Linked DNA regions of Mus musculus: region 1 is linked to region 2. The links are chromatin contacts, called in public Hi-C maps. All regions are on one chromosome and are shown on one strand. The core of a region is the stretch at or near the end of the contact, and the rest is flanking DNA. Distances in the headings are between cores, read along the strand shown. Region 1 holds the start of Lmbrd1 (LMBR1 domain containing 1). Region 2 has its middle 16 kb from the start of Mir30a.

Region 1 (7,740 bases), core at 2,921-5,420, 1.4 Mb before region 2:
CCCTATAAAGAACATGAATAAATCTGATTTGCAGATAGAGACTTGCCTCTGAAGTCGTGGGAAGCGCACGCGAAAGGTGGAGTGATGAACTTCCTGAGGGTCGGGGTGCTCACGGTTAACACAGACAACAGATTAAGAGCATAAGGCATCAACTGTGATTATTCTGTGTGTGGCACAGGACACTAAAGCCCGATTCTTAGTCCAAGATCATAATCAAAAGGAAAAAAAGAGGGAACAATTATTTCTGAATCTTTTCATACACTACTGGCATTTGTTTTCAAAGTATAAAGTCCCCAGACACTATGTGTTTCTAGGACAATTTTTGGATATTCAAAAATTGAAAACTATTCTCATAATAATATGTTATTTGCCACTGTTCTGGCTAAGTTTATGTCAACTTGACATACAAATTATGCCTCCATCAGATCCAGCTGTAAGGCATTTTCTTAATTAGTGATCAATGTGGGAGGGCCCGGCTCATCTTGGGTGGGGCCATCCCTCGGGTGGTGGACTTTAGTTTCATAAGTAGGCTGAGCAAGACAAGAGGAACAAGCTGTGAGGACAAGCTAGAAAGCAGCACCCCTCCATGGCCTCTGCATCAGTCTCTGCCTCCAGCTTCCTGCCCTGCTTGAGTTCCTGTCCTGACTTCTTTCAATGACGAACAGTGCTGTAGAAATGTAAGCTAAATAAACCCTTTCCTCCTCAAGTTGCCTTTTGGGCATGGTATTTCATCACAGCAATAGAAACCCTAACTAAGACATACATTTTAAAAAGCAATTCTGACATTTGGGCACATGATTTAAAGGGGATTTCGTGGGGACTGCTGGCATATTATCATGAAACAAGACCCTAACTGTCCTTGCTTTTGCATTCTTCACCACTACACACAAATACAACAACACAACTACTTATTACTTTGTTTGATGAAACAATAAAAATTCATTTTATTAAATTTCAACCTGTAAGTTTTGACCTCTGTTCGGTAAGATAAAAAAGGACGTATAGGGGCTGGAGAGATGGCTCAGAGGTTAAGAGCACTAACTACTCTTCCAGAGGTCCTGAGTTGAAATCCCAGCAATCACATGGTGGTTCACAGCCACCTGTAATGAGATCTGACGCCCTCTTCTGGTACATCTGAAGACAGCTACAGTGCACTTACATATAATAAATAAATAAATCTTAAAAAAATAAAATAAAAAAGGACGTATAATGTCCCACTCTATAGCAAAGTATGATGGTGGTTACCAGACAAGGTTCCTTAAAACTCTTAGAGCTGAAAGCCAATCTTCCTGACACAACAGCATTCTTTATTTGAAAAAACAACTGAAACTAAAGTGACTTAGACTTTGGTTTTTAGTGGTACTTCTCAAATGAACAAAAATGAAATATCACTTACAAAACCTACAGAGGGTTTAACCAGCATAGATGTTGGTGTCAGAGCTGAGCTTGTTCCCAAGACCCATAAATAGAAGGAAGTTGTCCTCTGGCCTCCACCCACACATTGCGGTGCACTCTCTCATGCATGAACACATGCACACACACACCTGCACTGACTCCACCCCAGCCCCAGGAACAACACACATACAAACCATACAAATGAATAAAGTGTAATTTAACATATATTTTTTAAAGATTGATTTATTTATTTCATGTATGTGAGCACACTATCGCTGTCCTCAGAGACACCAGAAGAGGGCATCGGGTCCTCATTACAGATGGTTGTGAGCCACCATGTGGTTGCTGGGAATTGAACTCAGGACCTCTGGAAGAGCAGTCAGCGCTCTTAACTGCTGAGCCATCTCTCCAGCCCTAAAGTGTAATTTAAAACCTCAAGCTTTTGAGTGACATTTAGAAACTTGGAAAGCTTGAACACAGTAGTGTGAGCTTGACAACTTTTCAATACTTAGGACTTCTCAGGACATTTCTGACCAGATCTGTGTTTAATAAGTGTAATATATGATGCTGCCTAATTCAGTATATCCATATTTAGGAGATGAACTGCGAGTTACCACTAGCTCCTAAGTAGCAAACAGAGATCACAAAACAGAGCCAGGAATGGGCAAAAGCTCCCCTCAGCACTTAGTCGGACTCATGGCCTTGAACGTAAGGGAAGACAACGCTCTCGGTTTTAGATTGCACACTGCCACAGAACCTGAAGAAACTGGTATGTGCTAGCTTTTGGTGCAATCACAAAGAACATCTCCAGCTACCAAAACAGTCCTCTACTTCTGACTAGGTTTTGTACACACACTTCAACCAAAATAACTTTCTTGAAGACAGAACGAAAAGCAGACATGAATACAGCTCCTTTCTAATAAGCCAAGCACTAAACAGACTGACAGTAATTTTTGTTTGTTTGGGGGTTTTTGTTGTTGTTTTTTGTTTTGTTTGTTTTTTGAGACAGAGTTTCTCTGTGTATCTGTGGCTGTCCTGGAACTCACTCTGTAGACCAGGCTGGCCTTGAACTCAGAAATCCACCTGCCTCTGACTCCCAAGTGCTGGGATTAAAGGCGTGTGCCACCACTGTCCGTTTAATTTTTAGTAAATCACATTTTGCACCTCGCAACAGTACTTCTCTACTGCCGGGTTGTTCCTGATTCAAGGCCACAAACTATCCAAAGGCTACTTTTCCACTGGCACTTTCTTCCAACAGTATCCTCTCCCAAGTCCTATTTCCCTTATAAAATCATATTTTCTCTTTCAATGCTTAAGATCTCTATTTCCTAACTTATGATCAGCCCCCTCTTAAAAAGCCACTTATTATTTTGTTTGTATCCTCCTAGATAAAACTACTGTATCCACAGTAAAACTACTGTGCTTTAAATGCTTTTTCATTAATCAAGATACTCCAACTCTACGTTCCTGCTGGTAACATGCTTATTTTTCACTAAACATATGGGCTGGGAAAGCCAGTGAATTCTCTCCTAGTACAGGGCTAGATAGCCTCCCTCCAGGACACAAGCTAAGCATGGCCCAGGGCAATGGGATTTGTTAAAGTGAAGGGAGCATGCCAGTACTAAGACTGAATTTAGGGTTCCTGAACATGCAAGGCAAGTGTCGTGTGCGTGTGTGTGTCTGTGTGTGTGTCTGTATCTCTGTGTGTGTGTGTGTGTGCGCGCGTGCGCGCGCTACCTGATGAAAAACTGAAAAACTTGACTACCTGAACAAACTACCCAAGGGTCAGTATAGGGAATCTGAAACACATCGGACGAGTTTCAAAATGCAAACACTAACTGACCATAGGACTGAAGTCTTTGTAGAGTGGGGAAGGATTTGACAATATGAAATGTCATAAGAGAAGCAAACTAAACGAAGTCAGAAAGTAACAACCAGGTCACTCTGAGTCACTACAGTTGGGTTTTGTGCACCCAATGATCAGAGAAGTCTGGAAAAGAAGGCACCTGAGGTCAGACAGGTAATAACCTCCCGCCTGGCCAAGCGGCTCTACAGCGTTCTAAGTGGAATGTAATACCTAGAACGTGACACTCACGTCATCAAGGCAGAATCGCACAATGGGCGCGGGGAAACAAGGGGGGGCGGGGGGGGAAGGAGGCATTTAAACAAATAAACAATTGATTCTGTCAGAGCCCAGAAGCCTGGCCCAGAGGCGGTGAGGACTCCAATTCAAGCCGTGATCACGCCTTTCTCCACCCCGAGGGTCGCTCGTCCCCAAACTCACCCGCCAGCTACATTCTCAGACAAGAGACAGAAGCTGGCTGAAGTTAGGAAGGAGACCGCGGAGGATCAGCGCCTCTTCGCCTTCCTCCGGAGACCCTCGCGGACCCAGCAGAGAGCAGGGCGGGCGAGGAGGGTCCCCGACAGGCGAGGCCAGCGCTGGCCCGCCCTCCTCCTCCTCCCACCCCCTCACCCTGGGAGAACTCGGAGCGCCTCCCCTACCAGGAGCAAGAGGCCGAAGATGCACCAGCCGATCACCAGCTCGGCCGCCGCCGCCGCCATCTTCGCTTCCGGTCCGGATAAGCCCAAAGGGGTGGGGAGGGAAGGCACGGGACGGGACGGGACGGAACGAAGAGGGACCCGGAACTGCGCAGCCTAAAGGTTAAAGGGGCGGAGGGGCAGAGCGGAGGGTTGCCAAGGAGACCCGGCCCGCGAGCGTCCCCTGGCGACCAGCCGAGCCGAGGCGGGGCGCACCCGACGCACCGTGACGTCACCACGCTGCCCGCCCACGCGCGGCCTGCGTGCCACTTGATCTTGCTGGCACTCTAGGAGCTTTACGGAGGCAGGGCTGTGTCTGTGCCTCTGAATGTAGAGTGACATTACGGGTTTTCATTGCTTCCAAAAACAAGGTTTTGATCCCATTATGCAATCAGAAGTCATCCTGGTGCAGGAATGACTCAGAATAAAAGAATGTCATCTGCCCAGATGACTTTATAATTTGCTGATGACCAGGTCACGTCATTGCTTGACGGCACTGTGCTACCACGTGATGTTTCGTTTTGTTTTGTTTTTTCCATCTGCGCGTACCTGTGAATTTCCATGATGGTTTCATACAATTAAAATGTCCGAGTCTATGAACTGTAGGTGCTAATAATATGCTCAAGTGAACAAAACAGAGATTGTTGTAAATCTTATGTGAAGCTGAGGGAAAACCTGGGATGCTTGCCTGGGTCCCGTGGTGTATTAGTGTGTATTTAAATTGAATAAACAAACCCCGGCGTGATATTTAGTTTTGATTGTGGACGTTTGTCTGTGGGCTTGATACAATGCAGAACCATCTCGGAAGACTCAGTGACAAATTGTCTCGAATACATTGTCCTGTGGGCTTGTGAGGGATTTTTTCCTTTAATTGGGCTGAGGTGAGAAGCCCCACCCTGAATGTGGGTGGTAACATTTCCACATCCCTGGACCAGAACTGAAGACTTACTTAGCATGCGTGCATAACTCATTGCTGTGTGCGCTTGACCTTGGATGTGAGTAGCCACCTCTAGTTCCTGCTGTCTATAACATCACCACAACAATGCGCTGAAACCTTGCACTGTGAACCCAATAAACACTTCCATCCTTAGGACACTAAGACACTTAGGATGCAGTCAAAACAGTTTATGGATGAACTCCATCGTCGCTATAGTTTATTCTGCTGTGATATTATTACTCACCTTGGTCTTATTTCTGACTGGAAGTCTGCAGTAGTTAAGGGTTGGGTAGAAGTGTCGAAATGAGAAGAAAGTGGAAACAGAATGTGTTTTATATGAACCGGTCCCATCAGAAACTCTCTGGTGGAAGTGTGTGTCCGTCTCTGAGATCTCATGTGTGTCCCCAAGTGCATCACCAACAAGTCATGCTTGTGCTTTACTTCTTGAGCCAATGCCTTTTAACCCTTCTGTAGTAGGCTTGCTGGTTAGAGGAGATATCAAAAACCACCTGAGACCAGTCATCCCTGTTGTCTTCAATGGCCCAAATCCTCTTTGAAAACGATCACATAATCAGTAATTTTGTGAGCACAAGCTGTTCCTCCTGAAGCTGCATTTCCCTAATTCTGCCATGGAACAAATAACTTACTTTTGCATATTTCCATAGGATTCAGATCCCATTCCACATTGGTATGAATCAGACAACACCTTTCTCTATATCGTAGTATTATGTCCATTTTCAAATAGGTTCCTTGAGACCTCTTCCATTAGGCAGTTGTCCATCACTAAGTGAAAGTACTTGAGATAATCAATTTATAAGTCTTATTATGGTTTATGATTTCAGAGGTTAGAACCCATGGTTATCCAATCTATTGCTTTGACTCATGGTGTCTTACATGGTATATTATGTAAGACTGTGTGGTAGAGAAAAACTTTACCTCATGGCAGCTGAAGAACAAAAATAGAGGAAGCGACTGAGTCCACTTGTGGTGGTTTTGTAGTTCTACCTCCTCTGTTTCCTCTCTAAAGTATCCAGACACAGCTGATACACACCAGGTTTGAAGGATGAAGCAGCATTCGGAACCAGTGGGGTCTACAGGACTCCAGTCTAGTGTGAGCAGGTGCCAGGGAGAAGGCCTTCTCCAAGGATTTTGATGAATAGCTCTCTTAGACCATCTTAGCTTGTGTACATACCTTTCTTCAGGGAGGGCTTGTATGCGTACACTTTATTCAGGGCAGAGAAGGACTATATATGAGCAGAGAGAAAGAGAGAGAGAGAGAGAGAGAGAGAGAGAGGTAGAAGATGAGAGAAACTGGATTCCTCAGACAAGGTTCCAGAAAGGGAAGCCTTGCTGGTGAAGGAAGTCTTCCATTTTGTGTGGAGATCAGAGGAGCTATCCCGACCCGACATGGTAGACTATCCCTTTCATTTGCAGGCTTTCCCCACAGGTTTAAATAGATATGGCTCCAATAAACTCATGTGTTTGAATGCTTGCTGGGCCCATAGGGAGTGACACTGTTAGGAGGTGTGGCCTTGTTGGAGTAGGTGTAGCCTTGTTGGAGGAAGTGTGATGTATTGTGTGGGGGAGGGGCTTTGAGGTCTCCTATGCTCAAGCTACACCCACTGGGGCTCCCAGTCTCATTTTGCTGCCTGCGTGGATCAAGATGTAAAACCCTCAGCTCCTCCAGCATTATCTCTGCCTGCGTACTGCCATGCTTCCCACCATGATGATAATGGGCTAAACCTCTGAAACTGGAAGCCAGCCCCAATTTAGTGTTTTTTTTTATAAGAGTCGCTGCGGTATCTCTTCACAGCAATGAAACTCTAACTAAGACACCTCTCAAAGGTCATGCCTTTGGTGGCCTAATTTTCATTAGGACCCACTTTCTGTGGTCTTTCCACCTCCCCAAAGCACTGCATTCTGGGGATTCCATCTCCTTCAGTACTCAAGTGTTTGCCTCATGTTTCAGATCCAGACTATGGATTTCTGTCATATGAGATTGCTTCTAATCCGTTAGTTATTTTTTTAGCAAAGGATTGCCAAAACTGTGTACACAAATATGCATACATTTCTCTCAGTCAGCAGCATGGAAGAGTGCATAATTTAAATTCAAAGCTCTGAATTAGGTTGTAAAGCTGACTGTATGGGAAATTCTAGGCAAGTAAGGCTGGTTTGAAGCTTCTCTCTCCCCCCTCCCCCCTCCTTTCTTTTTGAGACAGGATTTCTCTGTTTAGCCCTGGCTGCCCTGGAACTCACTCTGTAGACCAGGCTGGCCTCGAACTCAGAAATCCACCTGCCTCCGCCTCCGCCTCCGCCTCCGCCTCCGCCTCCGCCTCCGCCTCCGCCTCCGCCTCTGCCTCCGCCTCCCAAGTGCTGGGATTAAAGGCGTGCGCCACCACTGCCCGGCTCTTGTTCTCTTAAAGGCAGGCTAAATTTACAGAATGATTCCATAGTAGGATGGTGTATAACTAGCTTGGCTGGAAGGTCTGTTCTCCCAAAGTTCAGTTAGATATGTTCATAGAAATCTATGGCTATGGTTAGCCAAAGGGAGAGGCTTTTTACAGCTCAAGAAAAGTGAGTGGGAGAGTGGCCGGGAGGGAGGGAAAGTGATATAATGCTGTTTAAATTAAATACAGAGAGATGAAGAGGGGTTGGAGAGATACCTCAGGGTTAAAAGAACTTTCTGTTCTTCCAGAGGTCCTGAGTTCAATTCCCAACAACCACATTGTGGCTCACAAGCATCTGTAATAGGATCTGATGCCCTCTTCTAGTGTGTCTGAAGACAGCTAGTGTACTCATATACATTAAATAAATAAGTGATTTATTAAAAAACATTAAAAATAAAGATAGTTAGGTGTGTGTGTGTGTGT
Region 2 (7,659 bases), core at 1,806-4,305:
ACGATGGTACAAAGGGGGATGAGGATAGAGAAAGCACCTGAGCCAGGAAGCTACCATGAAACCCAAGTTAATAGCTGGCACTGCAACCTCCATCTTCCTCCTAACCATTTGCCCGCTGCTCAACAATTTCCTACTTCCTAATGTGACCTTCCATGTGCTCAGCTCTACTTAACTCATCCAGTGTGCTTCCTCTTTTCCTTCTTCAATGACTTTCCAGGGCTAAAAGGGAAAATTAAAAGGATTACAATTAAAAATTACATCTACTGAATAGATACAATGTGCTCATTTATTTGCACATGGTATTTTGATGTATAATCTTGCATAATTTTCAAAACAACTCCTATGAGACAGGCACTATTATCCCCATCTTTGTGGTAAAGCAGCTAAGGCACAGGAGGTCAGGCAAGGATGCATCTGACATCACCTGCCAGTAAATGTCATGATTGGGATCAGGTCTGGTAGAGTATTCAGCCTATTCTTTCAACTTCTCTTTCACACCCTAATTTTTTTTTCAATAAACACAAAAATCCTCACAAGTCAGGGGACATTTGTAATATAGAGCTTACAGAAGCCCTTACAGAAATTTGTCAACAAATATCTGTGACAGTAGAAGGCAGGATACATGGATGCAGCCACATACTTGTCTGCCAAAGTATCAGCATTTTTACCCAAATCATCTAATGTTGAGTGTTAAAAGGTTAAATGGGCAGCTCTCCATTGAGCATCCTCATCATGGTCTCTCAGGCTGCCATCCCAGGGGCTATTCTCAATCTCTAACCTGGAATTTAGCTAACATGGTAAGCACTAGGTTATTCCCACAAACAGGACTGAAAGGAAGCATGGGAGCTCTAGTTATTCTCTAACAGGCTTTAACTTGGTTGACTTGCAAAGACAGTAGATGAGGGATGAGACCATGTCTGGAGTCAAGGGAAATGGTTAAGCACTGTGCATCTGAGAAACTATCTTAAAACACTAATTCTTACAATTTTATGTGACCAGCTCTCAAACTGAAAGGAGTTTCTGAATACAGATTCAGGTTCCATTCACAAACAATCTAATTTGAGATACTCAATAGTGTGATGTTTTACAAGTTCTGCAAGTGCACCTTGAAACCTGTCTATAAAGAGCACACCCTGAGATATACTGTTCCCAACTCTGACACTGCTGCACAACTAGGAAACCTGACTAAAGAACACAAATTCTACAGTAAGTGTTCCAGCTCCCAGTGTTAAGACCTTAGTATTCTCCTGATGCTACAAAGCAAGTCTCAACTATAGTCCACAATGGATCTTTTCCACATCCAGTGCTTGTCTAGGGCACAGACTTTGGCAAGATGCTATTTTTGATGTTTAATTTACATTTGGTATAAGATTTGAGATTTTTTTTCTCACTGAGTATTTACTTGATTTTAAAAATATTCCTTCTTACAAATAAATTGAAAGCTTTCCTGTTATTTTCTAAATGAATTTAAAAATGAGGCAGCACTCAAGTGAAATATTATAGTTATGATTACAACATTTAATTAGACATCCAATCAATGCAAACAGCCACTGATTATTTAAGAAACACACCTCTTCAATGGCTCATGTTCAAATAAAACTAGGTCATGAAGTGTATTATGTTAATTCAACGTTGTTATCATTCTCCTAGAAACACTGCCAGTTGTCTTTGTCTTTAAATATGCATTCCTATTTTAAGCCATAAACTTTCAGGCTAGATACAAGAATTTTTCTGTAAATTTTTTCTTTGCTATCTCTCCCTTCTTTCCAGAAAAGCATGGTAATAATTCTTTTTAAGAATGGGTGGAGTGGACTTTTTATTATTTTTATCTGGGCACTGGATATTTTTTGTGAGCAAATATATGCTGAATATCTAACTTACAAACTTGCATTGTTTATAAGCTTCTAAGCTCCATGGTGGGGAGAAAATAGCCAGCGGAGCACCTGCTATAAAAGCGGCACTCTCACAAAGTGAGAAAACTGTGGTACTTGAACATGTACATACAGAGCCAATACATTCTTTATACATTGCCATAACATATATATGCAGTATTTACATGAGTTCTGTTCATAGCAAGGTTTGGTTTTACTTTGATGGAAAAATGTAGGTTATCTGATAACCAAAAGTTAAGATTTCATTATTTTACATATCTCAAATGATAATAGTTCAACGACAGTGTCAGAACAAACTTTGTAATTATTCTTTGAAATTATACACAGCACTAACACATCTCAACAAAGATGATTATGTAAGTGAGCTGACTTGGCGTCAGTGATATGAACACGGTGGCTATTTTCAATCCTTCATTAAAATTAGATCAAGATGTACTAGCATTGCTACCGTGCCTGCCCGCAAGGGAGACTTAACATTACTTTTAAGATTTACTTGGATTACAAATAAAGTTTTCTTCTCCTTCTCTTGTCACCGGAGACCCCTCCCCACCAACACCTCACCCTTCAACAAAACTTTTCAGTAGAAACCAGTGATACAGAAACCAACGCCATAAACACAAACGCCTGCCCTGGTTTATGCTCTCCTTTGCATAATAAATACTTCACGCTTCTCCAAAATGCCTGGAGAAGGGCTTGCTGGGGGCACCTGCCACTTCACCCTCAGGATTGGTTCTGTCCTGGCCCTAGGACTTCAAGGACTTCGAACAGGGTATCTAGACCAGTCTTAAGAATTGCAAATAAAGTAATGGATACCTTATTTTGCACTCTGGAAGGATCGGTGTGTTTAAGCCACCCGACTTAAAAGTTACTTCTGAGAAAGGCTGAAGGGTGAGTCCCGGGTGCATATAAATATATCCCGGCCTACCATTTCACAACTCCCGCACCACAACGAGGCTTGGAGAAAAAAGAAAAGAAAAGAAAAAAAAAAATCTCCATCGGAGACACATTTCAAAGCTACAAGACTCGAGCGGCTGTCGCCTCCGAGATCACCCACGAGGTGATCTAAGCGGTTAAATCATTGGTCCAAGGTCAAGCAGAGCCAGTCGCAAGCAGCGCAGCTCTGCGACCTTCTAACCTCTCCACCCCGCCCCCGCCAGGCCCCGGACAGCCTTCGCCCCCGAGAGGTTCCCACGGATACCGTCCCCGCGTCAGCGGCACGCCAGCGCCTCTCGCCCGACCGCACTTGTATTTGTTCTCCCCGCCCGCTCCAAAAAAAAGTATTAAAGGCTCTCCTCACGCCTCGGGCCGCGCAGGCGCTCGAGCTCGCGGGCCCCGTCCCGAAGCCGGCTCCCCAAAGCCGCGGCCCGGCTCGGCCCAGCCTGAGGAGAAGCCTCAAACTTTTCCCGGCTCGCACGTCGCGGAGTCCGGCCCGCCGCATTGTCTCCGCGGCCTGAGCGCTGCGGGCCCGGGCGAGCCTCCCCGCACCGCCGCCGCGCTCTTTGTGTGTGTGTGTGTATGTGTGTGTGTGTGTGTGTGTGTGTGTGTGTGCGCGCGCGTGTGTGAATGTGTGTGTCTGTGTGTGCGTGTGTGTGGTGGCCGCGGCTGACAGGACAGTGGAGGGCTGGGCGCGCCCGCAGCTCCGTCCCCGCCCGCCAAGGACTGCGGCGAGCTCTTCTTGCCCGGGGCGCTCGCGGGGCACGAGCAGCCAGCCGCGGGCCCGCCGCCCTCACCACCCGCGCCGCCCGCCGCGCTCCCTACCTCCGCAGCCCGCCGCGCAGCCCCGCTCCCGCGCCTCAGCCCGGCTCAGCGGCCCGGCGCGCTCGCTCAAGAACCCGGGGGGAACGCGCCCCGCCCCCTCGGCTGGCGCCGTCCAATGAGCTCAGCCCGTGGGGAGGCGGGGCCGTCCAATCAGATGTCCGGACGCCCGGCAAGTCGGCCAATAGGAAGCGACTCCGGCTACACACCCGCCCTGATCCTCGAAGAGCGAACCGCTCAGAGCCCAGAGGTGGGACCTGATCCTGCCGCCCAGAGCAAGTCCAGTCGGGCCGGGCAGCGTCGCGAGGGAGTAGGCCTGGGCAGGTCTGGAGCCTGACTGCCCTCATTGTAGGCAGGTGACGTGTGCTTGTGAGGTTCAGCAAGATCTCCGCCCTCAAACCCAGACTGCTCTCATGCAAGAGAGCTGCACACATAGGTTGGAACATTATTAATCAACGTTATTAATTTTTAAAGTTAAGTAAGGCGTCTCGCATTAGAAAACGGAATGCATAAGCAGACAGCACTCAAATTGCTTTTTCTGCGGTCTTGGACATCTGTGTTCTTAAAGAATTAGCCAGAGCACCAGGTATCTCAAACCTGCTAGTTTCTGTTCTAATAAAAATCCAGACCATTAGTGGCATATATGATTTTTCTTTTCCTAAAGGAAAATTGCATTTAGGACTTAAAAAGTGAACCTTATTGTTATGTTGCTGTTTTGAGATGGGGCCTTTCTGTGTAATTCAATCTGCTTTAACCCAATATCCTCTTCCCTCAGCCTCCTGAGTGCTGGCATCAAAAGCTCATCACAGTATCCAGTTGAGAATCTTATTTCTAAAACAAAGTCGCACAAACTATATTCAGTGAGACTTGAGTGAAATACCTGAATAGAAGCGTATAGATACAGAGGATATATTTGTAAGATATCTCTGGCTACCTATAAAAGGCATTAGTTTAAGATGGCGGTCAAAGTCGCACTACATAGAAGCAGCATAGATGTTTGCTTATTTTCTATAGCTAGTACGTGCTTGCTGTGAAAACCCACCAGGACCAAGTCAACTTTCAGGAGGATTACTTTGGGCTCGCAGTTCCACTTGGGATAAGAGTTCATGATGACAGAGTTGGGGGCCGGGGTAGCAGGTGGCAGGAACAGAAGCTGAGGACTCAGATCTTAAGCCCCAAGCGGGAAGGAAAGAAAGGCAACTCAAAACAGCAAGGAACGCTGTGTTCTTAAAGCCAGCTTCCAGAGAAATACCTCCTCCAATAGGGCCACACTTCCTAAGCCTCCCCAAACAGCATTACTAACTATGGAATGAGGATTCAAACTTGAGACAAACACTTTATCCAAACTACCTCAGCCAGAATTACTCAATTTTCATTTTCTATGAAGTCAATAGTTTTATTGACTTCCTTTCTAAAAGTGGACCACATGATAATGAAAAAAATATTCTGTAACACATATTTGCATAATTTAGAATAAAACTTTTATCTATTTGTGTACTTCAAAGAGCTGCCATCCCCTATTAATTTTGACAATAAACTGCTTTTTAAAAATATTTGTACATGTGACCTGGGCCTTTACATAAGTTGTTTTGATGACTCTGAAAGAATGATCTGTAAAGTGAAGCAAATGGGGGAGGGGGGAGGGAAGGAAGGAGAAAGAGAGAGAGAGAGAGAGAGAGAGAGTGTGTCAAACAAGAAAAAGTATTTTGTTACCACCCTTATTTTACAGAAAGTCACTGTGACTACCTTGAAGAGAAAGGATGATATCCAAGACTTAGTTTTTGTCAAAAAGATCCAAGTTGTGGCCCGATTTGGGGCACACTGGTTAATGGCTAACTCTGTAACAAGAGAACAATATGCCCAGCTCTCCTGGCTTCGCTGGGTGCAATCCAGCTAAGATAGTTGTCAAGCACTTTGTTTTCCGTAAGATCCAGTGCCAAGTGCAATGCGGCCTAAAGCATATTGTTATTCTTCTCAACTTCACTGTCAATATTTGCCCACCGGCAGCCAATGAACGTTTCCTCGCTCTTCATGGTTTTTCCATCCACGTATTTTTTTTTTTTTTGACCCATCAGTTTTCTCTTCAAATAGATAGGAATTAAGCTCCTACAAATTCTAGAAAACCAAACCCCGGTACTTCTGTTAGGTACTGCAGCAGCGTTGAGCCAGTCCTCCCAGCTGCTCTGGAGAGTCCTGTCACCCTGCATTTGGAGGAAGAGTGGACTCATAGAATCAATCTCATTCTCTCTCATCTCTCTGTCCCTGTCGCTCTGCTCTTGCCTCCTTCCTTCCTTACCTGTCTCTCTCAAAAAACAACTAGAGCATTACTTCTCACAGGTCTGTCCTGTTTCCCCCCCAACCCCCTACTTCCTCTTCTTTTGAAATAAAAATAGTGTTAAAAAACAAGAATGTCTTTGGAGAAGAATTATGAATAAGACAGCTTTAGAAATATTCTTTATTATTGATGGTTCTTAACCTATGTCTCAAAATCAAGATGCATCATAATGGCCAATGTAATACTGTTCTATTTATAATCTTTAAAATTTCATGAAAATTTTACCGTATACATATAGATTAATATACTCTGGGCCTGCTAATGTGCATAGCTTTGCATGAGAATTATAGCAGTGGTGTCAAATTTATACCCACATAATCAAGAACTAAATTACTTTTGTGATTAATTTATAAAGAGGAAAGTAACATGAATTTTTAGATATATGTCTTTGTGTCATAATGAAACTGTTAACTTAATTTCAAAACATTTGATCTAGTACAAAAGCTTAATTGTTAGTTAAAACAGACTACATATGATAACTCTAGAATGTGAAATTTACTAAATGTAATTCAACCCTCAGTTATTTTCAACTAATTGTGTGTGTGTGTGTGTACACATTTCTGAGTGAAAATTATGGGAAATATACATGACTTAATATACCAAAGACAGTGTTTGGTAATGTCTCACTAATCTCTAGGGTCACACACAGTTATTATAAACAGTGACTCTTTCCTAAGTTATCTGGGTAATAGGTACTGTATCATTTGCAGGGTGATGTTTTTTGTAGTTTTCTACAGTGATTTTCTTATCAATTATCCATTGTGATGGATTTAACAGTAGAGTTAAAGTGTGAGGGAGAGCTATTGGCTTTAACATATATTTAAATGTTTACCATAATAACTGAGACTTTCAGATTAGCAATAGTATTTGTAAAGATACTTTTTTTGTTGTTTTTTGTTTTTTTTCTAGACAGGGTTTCTCTGTGTAGCCCTGGCTGTCCTGGAACTCACTCTGTAGACCAGGCTGGCCTCAAACTCAGAGATCTGCCTGCCTCTGCCTCCCGAGTGCTGGGATTAAAGGCATGTGCCACCACGCCCAGCCCATAAAGATAGTTTTAATACATAAATAAAGATCTTTTCTAAGCTGATTCACCTGTTGGAAGAACTATTACTAACCACAATATTTTGTGTAATTATTTCCTATTTAAGGTGCAATCATCTTGAGGCTGCACCATCACTGAGCATAATGAACAACTGAATTCTGATTATTGAAATGTCTGTGTTTTTGTGTCTTGGACAAAACCGACTTCCACATGACTTGTCTCCAATTCACTAAATCCAAATCATTCATATGGAAATGATGTTGTTAGTAATAATGAAATAATATCTGCAGAGAGAATAGAAAAATAATTAGTTCCATTTGTCTTTCTATTTCTGACATGGATGAAGGACAATTGCCTTTGTGAGGCAAAATACCAGATCCTTTAACTCTCCTTTTATGAAAATTACATTTTTTTCATGAAATCTTGAGTTTAATCATGCTGTTTTCTCACTGTGTGCTGTGTTTTAAAATATGTAGATAAATGGATGAATAGCATATTTTGAACTGTACATGGCACCTGGGTATGATGTGCTAAATGCAGCTCATGTGGAGTGAGGACAATATTAAGGATCTTTCTGTAATTTATCATAGTCTAATAGAACTACAGAACACACTTCTCAAAAACTTTCTCAGATG

The links. Hi-C and Micro-C count contacts between places; a contact is called where the count stands out from the background.
Region 1: a contact with region 2 is called in a Hi-C map of rod photoreceptor, with 7 times the contacts expected there. The contact joins the promoter of Lmbrd1 here to the enhancer-like site in region 2.

What each region holds. Positions count from the first base shown.
Region 1 is chr1:24,674,974-24,682,713 of GRCm38.p6, reverse strand. Lmbrd1 (LMBR1 domain containing 1) reads right to left here and starts at 4,170. Exons shown (of 16, transcript NM_026719.2): 1 at 3,898-4,170. The coding sequence starts at 3,957.
Region 2 is chr1:23,252,312-23,259,970 of GRCm38.p6, reverse strand. No RefSeq gene overlaps it. Among named protein-coding and RNA genes, the nearest start is that of Mir30a, 16 kb to the left of the region's middle. Within about 2 kb of position 3,055, at least 346 of the 459 cell types and tissues checked have an H3K27ac peak or open chromatin away from gene starts, as enhancers often do. A contact at or near this core is called in rod photoreceptor, where this site is marked.